Linked DNA regions of Triticum aestivum: region 1 is linked to region 2. Evidence: chromatin contacts called from public Hi-C data. All regions are on one chromosome and are shown on one strand. Each heading gives the region's core, a stretch centred on a gene start, on an enhancer-like site or on the middle of the called end of the contact. The rest is flanking DNA. Distances are from core to core; before and after follow the strand shown. Region 1 holds the start of LOC123134553 (U-box domain-containing protein 21). Region 2 holds the start of LOC123138292 (endoglucanase 7).

Region 1 (4,139 bases), core at 670-3,169, 620 kb after region 2:
ATTTCAATTTGAACTCATTTGTCGGAATCACTGTCAAATTCGCTTATTGGGGTTTTCGGTTTGCGAGTCGACGCGGCGCTGCCCGAGCAGACCCTGCATAGCCGCCCCGTAAAAAAACATATTCACTGAATATGCTTATTTACGGGTCCGTTTTGCGGGGTCTGAGTCTGACCTCGACCGCGCCGGCCTGCATACACACTTTTCCGCGAACTGCAAAACACTTGTGTGGGTTCGGATTTTGTGGGGTGTGCTAGAGATGCTCTAAGGGGTGGCAGGATTCCCTCTAACCGAAGAGTTTCGCCCGTTGAAGAAATCACAATAACTTTTGTTCAAAGCTTGGCTATATTTTGCCCATTCACAATATTTTTTTACATCTTTAGTTGTTCATCGCCATGGGCTTTTAGCTCGTGCTGGTTGAGGGAATCCTGGACTATGGGTTCCTCAGGAAGCCGGCTTATGTGACATTGGCCGGACTGATGGGCCGTGAAGATACGAGATAGAAGGATCTCCCCCGTGTCCGGATGGGACTCTCGTTTGCGTGGATGGCAAGCTTGGCGTTCGGATCATGTACTTTCCTTTCTTTATAACCGACTCTGTACAACCCTAGATCCCACCGGTATCTATATAAACTAGAGGCTTTAATCGATAGGGGAGATCACAATCATACATGCTAGACATCTAGGATTTAGCCATTACGATCTTGAGGTATATCAACTCTTGTAACCCCTATACTCATCAAAGTCAATCAAGCAGGAAGTAGGGTATTACCTCCATTAAGAGGGCTCGAACCTGGGTAAACATCGTTCCCCTGCCTCCTTGTTATCTTCGATCCTTAGACGCATAGTTTGGGAACCCCTACCCGAGATCTGCCGGTTTTGACACCGACACTGGTATCCTCGCTTTTCCGTTTTTTGTTTCTTATTTCATGTTCCTTAACAATGGTCCTTTAGGTAGTTGAGTGGTTTACCAAGTTTAAAACTGAGTCAATTTTGAGACTTCCATCTAAAAAGTTAGGCATGCATTCCACGTAAACTTGACAAGGCCAACTATTCATTCTAGGCTACACCTGGGCGAGGGCAACCTGACTCGATGGGCTGCTAAAACCTTGACAATTGGGCTATGATTTGGTTGCATTTTTTCATGGTAGCCCTATTGCAAAAGCTTGATACACCTATTATTATTATTGTATATTTACTTCAAACAAATAAAATACTTTATTTATTCCAAATAAAATAAATATTATTAATACAAAAATATAATACTTATTTGGCCTCAGCTTGGCATTACCATGTCAGGTTCGCAAAATCTGCCCAAAGAACCATGTTTATGGCGAGGAAATATTTAAGTGTTTACATCCCGCCATTTTTAAATAATTTACATTCCGCCATTTTAAAATAAAATTCCACGACCCGTCGAAACACTAAAGTTAGAGTCGGGAACTTAAATTAAAATTTCTTTAAATCACTAAAAACATCTAATTCAGATAATTTGCTCACCATCTAGTTTTCTCAATCCAAGCCATGGTTTTAAAAAACCGAGCACTAAGCCGCCAAGATGCCGATTCGCCGGTTCAATTTGCATGTGGAGGATGAAACATTTCAAATGCCGCCTCCAAACAAAAACTAGAACACAAACGAGGCTAGCTGCACTGCACTGCACGGAGCCAAATACCATTCTCCATCTCTTCTCAAAACAAAAGCAAGTGTACAATTCAAACGTTCAACGGTCAACATTCAAACCCCAATCCCAAGGAACAAACGCTCCCTTCCCCAGTCAGTCTCCGCCCCGCCCCCGCCCGTCCTTTCTTTTTCCCTCCCTCGCTCTCGCCGTTCAAACAAACGCACGCACACGTTCAACATTGCCGTCCACAACCTATATATCACGCCATTTTCACCTCACCCCATCCAAAAGGCAATCATCGTCAGCCGCCATTCTCGTCGTCGGCTCCGGCGCACCGCCTGATATCACGCCAGCTCGATCGCCGCTTTCTTCTACGTGCCGCGACCGTCTATGGTCACGCCGCTGCCCCGCTTCCGCGCCCGCGCGTTCCGCGGCGCGGCGCGTGGCGCTCCGGCCGAGATACCGCTCGCTATCAGGCGGACGTGGCAGCAGCCGATGTTGGTCGCCGCCGCCGAGTCGGAGCCTGCCGTACCGACCCACTTCCTGTGCCCGATATCGCTCGACATGATGCGGGACCCCGTGACGGCGCCGACGGGGATCACCTACGACCGGGAGAGCGTGGAGGGGTGGCTGGAGCGCGGCCACGCCACGTGCCCCGTGACCGGCCGGCCGCTGCGGCTGGAGGAGCTCGTACCTAACCATGCCACGAGGAGGGTGATCCAGGAGTGGTGCGTCGCCAACCGGGGACTCGGGGTAGAGCGCGTGCCCACGCCCCGTGTCCCGATCTCTGCCTTCGACGCGTCCGAGCTCCTTGCGGCCGTGTCCGCTGCCGCGAGGCGCGGCGATGGGCCGAGGTGCCGGGAGCTGGTGGCGAGGGCCAGGGCGCTCGGGAAGGAGAGCGAGCGCAACCGCCGGTGCTTCGTGTCCGCCAGCGCCGCCCGCGCGCTCTCCTCAACGTACTGCCATCTTGCCGGCCAGCGGGTGGTGCCATCGACGGCCCTAGAGGAGATCCTGGCGGCGATGGTCGTGTTCTTGCCTCTTGACGTGGAGTCCAGGGGCCACATTGCCTCCCCAACGTCGCTGGAATCCGTCGTGTCTATCCTCTCCCACAGCGAGCCCCTAGCGCGGGTCAGCGCCGTCGTCGTTCTCCGCGAGATCGCCTCCTCATCCGACAGGCAGTGCCTCGAGGCGATGTCAAAGACCACCGGCATATACGCGGCGCTCGTCAAGCTCCTGGAGAAACCCGTCTCGCCCCAGGCCACCAAGGCGGCGCTGGTAACCGCGTACTACCTCGCCATGCACGCCGAGCTCGCCGCGTCCCGACTCGTCGACCTCGGCGCGGTGCGGCTCCTCCTCGAACTGCTGGTGGACGCCGACAAGGGCACGACGGAGAAGGCGCTGGCCCTGCTGGACAGTCTGCTCCTCACATGCAAGGGCCGCGACGAGGCGTACGCGCAGGCGCTGGCCGTGCCGGTGATCGTGAAGAAGATGCAGCACGTGTCCGACATGGCGACGGAGTTCGCCGTGTCGGCGCTGTGGCGGCTGTGCAAGAACTTCGCGGCGGATAGCGGCGGGTGCAAGGCCGAGGCGCTGCAGGTCGGCGCGTTCCAGAAGCTGCTCCTGCTGCTGCAGGTGGGCTGCGAGGGCGCCACCAAGGAGCGGGCGAGCGAACTGCTCAGGCTTCTCAATGGATCCAGGGACGGCGCCGAGTGCATCGACACGCTGGATTTCAAGGCGCTCAAGAGACCCTTCTGAGTGTGCATATTGGAACTTGGTTACGATCGATGTGGATAGAACCATGCAGACACAATTAGGTTTAGATTCTCTCTCTCTCTCTTTGGAAGAACTACCGTGCTCAAGGGGGAGTATTTTTGGAACCTGGGAATATACGGTTCCACTCAAAATTAGGCAAAAAAGGACATCTACAAGTTGTGAAAAATATATGAAAAGAATCATCCATGCAACAGGTAGAAACTTGAGATTGATCCCCGGAACAAAAAACTTGAACTTGGTGAATGTTGGCAAAAAAAAATGAAAATTAGCAAACTGAGCAATAAATAAAACACAAAAGTGCAAAATCCGCCGTGCACACTACATAATTTATTTACTGCAAATGTATCATAAAATATTTTTGCGTACTTAAAAAAATGGTCATATTTCTAGCAATTTTTGCAAGGACATGTTTCAGTTTATTTGTGTGTTTATGATCTTTTGAAACTTCAGACATGCAATTTTTCTAGTTTATGAAACAAGACCATATATATAATTGATGATACCATGATTTTTTTTAATTTTGTACTACTTAAAATAGAACCTCCTTGCATATTAGATCATGGATGTAATGGGGTAAAAATTTAGACTCACTACTAATCATACGCTTGAGAAGTATTTTGAGTGCCAACAAATTTCTCGTACCCGTTCTCTTCTTTTAGATACTAGCCTAACGGGTTAGGGTTTTTGGAACAGGTGATGGTCAAAAGATTCATGACAACTACTCCCTCTGTTCCAAAATAATTGTC
Region 2 (4,429 bases), core at 1,750-4,249:
CGTTGGTCACGTACTGCATGTTGTTCCACTGCCGGATGTAGAGCATCCCGCCCGGGCTCCGCTCCACGTTGGCGTCCTCGCCGCCGGCCGCGTTCCGGCCCAGGCACGCGCACACGTAGTGCTCCGCCTTGGCCTGGTACCGCTCCAGCGTCCTCTTCTGCTCCGCCGTGTGCTCTCCCCTCAGAAGCAGCTGAAATTAATAAGAGAGCCATTTTCGTCAGTGATCGTTCACCTGATGACTACTGTCTGCCAGTGCCAACCATAGTGCGTAGTAGATGCTGGCTTACTCTTGCGGCGAGGATCTGGACACCGGCGTACTTGACGTCCCAGCTGAACTCGGTGATGGCCCAGCCGGTGCCGCCGAAGTCGTGGGCGTTGTGGACGACGTAGTCGAGGTAGGCGGCCTTGCCGGTGGCGCGGTGGAGCCAGAGGGCGGCCCACAGCAGCTCGTCCTTGTACCCGCTCACCGACGCGTAGTAGCTCTTCACCTCCGCGATGCTGCTGTCGTACTGGCCCCTGTACCCGTCCGCGAACTCGAACAGCTGCACGCACGTTCGCAAAAGCGAAAGCAAACATCAGCCAACGTGCACGTACGAACACCCAACAACCAGTAAGATTGCATACACTATCATCAGTTTAAAAATAAAAAAATAAAAAGCCCTAAGAATAATTAAGGTTGCATATGTATCTATCATTCATTGATGCATTTTTATAGTTGACACTTGAAAAGCAGCAGGTAGGTAGCGAGGCCAGTGAGTGTGAATACGGACCGGTTCAATTAGCACATGATGACACGACGACCGACCGCTTCCTAATAATTTCCCAGTTAAGCCGCTGGTTCAACATGGGATTGAACTGGCCACCTAATCATGCCCGGAGGCAGCAAATGGAAAGTTCCCCGTCCACCAGATAGAGGTTGCACGCCGGCCCCACACGGCAGCCAGACAGCCCCTACGAAACGAGCCGAGCCGACAGAAGAGAAAAATCTCCATTTTCCCGCCCGATCGATCGACGTCGATGGCGTCGAGCTGTTGGCAACTTGGCATGTGCGGCACAGGGCACAAGAAAAGAACACACCTCACACCACCCATGAAAAGACCGGCGCCCCTTGACCAACGCCACCAACACTCGTACGCTATGTTCCAAAATCCGGTACGCAGACAGACTGGTACTACGCTGTGCTCCAAACTTGCACCGATATTTTTCTTGCATTTTTCCACGCCAGACCTCGCATGCACTACGTCAACGTGTACGCTGTCTGTATCTAGAGTGTGTACCTGCTGGGCGTGGTGCAGGAGGAGGTGGGCGTAGTGCGGGTTCGACTTGCGGAAGACCATGGAGGCGGCGGCCATGGCGGCCGCCGTCTCGCCGGCGACGTCGGAGCCGGGGTGGTCGCGGTCGACCTTGTACGCCTGCCGCGACGTCGTCATGTCCTCCGGCCGCTGCCAGCAGTAGTGGTCCGTGTCGCCGTCTCCCACCTGTTCAAGAAAAAGCTAGGAGATTAATCCGACGGCTCTGGTGCATCATGGACGACGACCGACGAAGCTTTGAAACATATGCACGCCATGTGTGGATGGAAGAAAATAGTTTAGTGCTGCCGTTCGTTGGTACGTACGTTCATCAAATCAAACTGGCCGCCTACCTAACACGCTTGTTGTTATTCACCAGAAAGAACCTTTTTCTTTTCTCCCCTAACCAGAAAATACCACATATAATCGATATTTCTAAAGAAAAGATGTACGTATAATTGATCAAAGTGCAACAAGGTAGCTAGGTGTGCATAATTGAATTGAATTGGTCTCTCTCTTTCTTTCTTGGAACGATCACTGGCTTGCTTGCGCAACAGCTAGCTTGGAGCCGGTCGGTCTCATCTCATGCATGTCATGATCGATCGTATCTGAACACAGCTACTCCCTCCGTCCGAAAATACTTGTCATCAAAATGAACACAAAAGGATGTATCTAGAACTAGGATGTATCTAGAACTATAGTTCTAGATACATCCTTTTGTGTCCATTTTGATGACAAGTATTTTCGGACGGAGGGAGTATGAGCTAGCTATAGCTAGGGGATGGATGGAGGTGACGCATGATCGCCGTCGTCGGTCGGCTCGTGGAGTGCTACGTACCTCGGCCCATAGCTCGTCGGGCTGTGTGTGCGCCTTGATGAAGTAGTCGGTGCCCCACTTGATGGCCTCGAGCGCGTGCGCGAGCTCGCCGGCCGCCGCGACGTCGTCGCCGTACTCGATCATGCTCCATGACAGCATGGTGACGGTGAAGGCCATGGGCAGGCCGAACTTGACGTGGTCGCCGGCGTCGTAGTAGCCGCCCACCAGGTCCACCCCCTGCTCCAGGCCGTCGGTGAGGCCCGAGTGGTCGCGCCACGGTACCCGCTGCCCGTGCGGCAGCCGCCCCGACCGCTGCGCCTCGAAGTAGAGCAGGCTCTTCCGCAGCGCCTCCTCGTAGTTGTGCGCCTTGCCGTCGCCGCTCCCGCTCTTGCTCCCCTCCGCCGCCGCCGCGATCAGAAGCAGCACCAGCAGCGACACGGCCCCGAGACGGCGAGACAAGATTACGGCGGTGGCGCCCCCTGATCTCATTGCGCAAGAAGGTGCTCCTCGGATTGTTGGTGTGCCTTCCTCGCTTGTGCGTGCCCCGGGCGCGCCCTGTGATCACCGCTGCGCCGCCCTCTGCCGGCTCTGCTAGCTTTGCCTGTGTGCGAGCGTAGGTGTTTGTGTTATCTCTCTCCCGCCGTTGTGCGTTGTGTGCTGTGTGGCGAGCAGGGCGGGGCAGTGTCCTCCGACCTGAGGCCGTGGCCTGGCGCGCTTATATTCGCGGCCGGCGTCCGGGTCCAGCACACGCACGCGCACCGCGTTGAACCGGTTCGGCGGCCGGGCCGCGCCGGGGGAATATAAAACTCTAGAGATAGGAGTAGATAGCAGGAGAGGAGCAGGCAGGCAGGAAAGAAACGATGCAAATATGAGGGAGCGAAGCTGCGTTTTGGAGTTGGAGGGGGTGGACTCGTTCGGGTTTTGTATCGTTTGTTTGGTGAGGCAGGGGAGATTGAAACAGATGGTTGGGTTGGGTTTTGGGTTAGCGACGACGCACGCAAGCGGAGCAGATTTTGACCGGGACGCGCGTATACGTGTAGCGCGGCCGGGGCTTTTCAGAGCGCGCGTACACGTGAGTCGGTTGGGGCCAGCCGGGCACGTACCGCCAGGTACCAACACATGGCCGAAACACGCGTGCGACCGGCGTAGTTCCTTCGGGCCAAGTCGCCGGTCGATCGACTGGCCGGCCGGTGGCCTGTAACAGGCTTTCATTTCGCCGTGAAATCTTAGCAGGCAAGCTATCTAGGTCAGGCGGCCGGTCTGGTAAGAGCAAGTACAATAGAGCCGAGTCGGCGGGCTATAAAAAATAAACTAGTATATTTCTGCTTAGTTGGAGGAAAGAGAAGGTAAGCGGGCTCTTCGTGAAGAGTCAGCTCTAGCACGTGCTCTTAGGCACTTTGTGAGAATGAAAGATGGGTCACATAATAAAAAAATAGTACAATCTTTTAATCTATTATTGTACATGTTGGCTATAAGATAAGCTGTATATGACATGACACTGGCTTATAGCCAGCAGCTGGCTATACTATTAACCATGCTCTAAAAAGACTCGTATTTTTCTCTCTCTCTCTCGCTACCTCCCGTGGAAAAACATACTCGGTAGTTATAAGTGGTTGGCTGAAGTACGTTTAACTATAGGCAAATTATAAGCTTTGTGTGTGCCGTGAGATTATTGTTCCGGCCGGGCGCCGGGGCAGGGCATGTTTTGTCGGGGGCGAGCATGTTTCTCCACGATCGGTTGGTCAATCGTGTAGTCAGCTGACGGTTGCACCATGTTTCGCGATGATAATACAGCACTACATGCATCCACCACTAGATCGATTGCTAATTCTAGCAAGATGATTATTAGGTTGGGCTAGCCAGGTACTACTATCAATGATCAACAAACTGTATAGTACGAGCTGATTAAGCTGCACCATATATTCTGCAAAACGAATATATGTACATGCAAGTATACAGGGCTAGCTTCTTCTACAGGCATACGTCCTTTCCCCATCTGCTCTCGTGCGTGTACGTGAAAGCGAAAGGTGACCCCCTTTTCCCCGTGGTGAAAGTGAAAATAGCGATTCGTTTCCCCGTGGCCGGACAGGGACTCCCCGGCGGCAACGATTTGATGCCTCCCTTTTCTTCCACCGGCTGCGCAATCCTATTGCCAGCCTAGACCCTAGATACATGCATGGGTACATCTATCTGGTACTGGTAGGCAGGTTCATGGATAGATGCACGGTTTATACAACGATATGTGCTTTGCCAAACCGTAAACTACTGCTAGACTAGTACCCGATCCCTTGGAAACTTCTCCGGTAGCTCTCTCCGTCTCTCC

What was found. A called contact is a pair of places that touch in the nucleus more often than the background predicts.
Region 1: a contact with region 2 is called in a Hi-C map of leaf, with 3 times the contacts expected there. The contact joins the promoter of LOC123134553 here to the promoter of LOC123138292 in region 2. A contact is called at or near these places in 2 of 5 Hi-C or Micro-C datasets (both in leaf).

What each region holds. Positions count from the first base shown.
Region 1 is chr6B:612,176,381-612,180,519 of IWGSC CS RefSeq v2.1, forward strand. LOC123134553 (U-box domain-containing protein 21) reads left to right here and starts at 1,920. Exons shown (of 1, transcript XM_044553784.1): 1 at 1,920-3,605. The coding sequence starts at 2,011. The coding sequence ends at 3,375.
Region 2 is chr6B:611,555,369-611,559,797 of IWGSC CS RefSeq v2.1, forward strand. It overlaps LOC123138292 (endoglucanase 7), which reads right to left and starts at 3,000. Exons shown (of 4, transcript XM_044558241.1): 1 at 2,128-3,000; 2 at 1,278-1,478; 3 at 288-542; 4 at 1-190. The coding sequence starts at 2,595.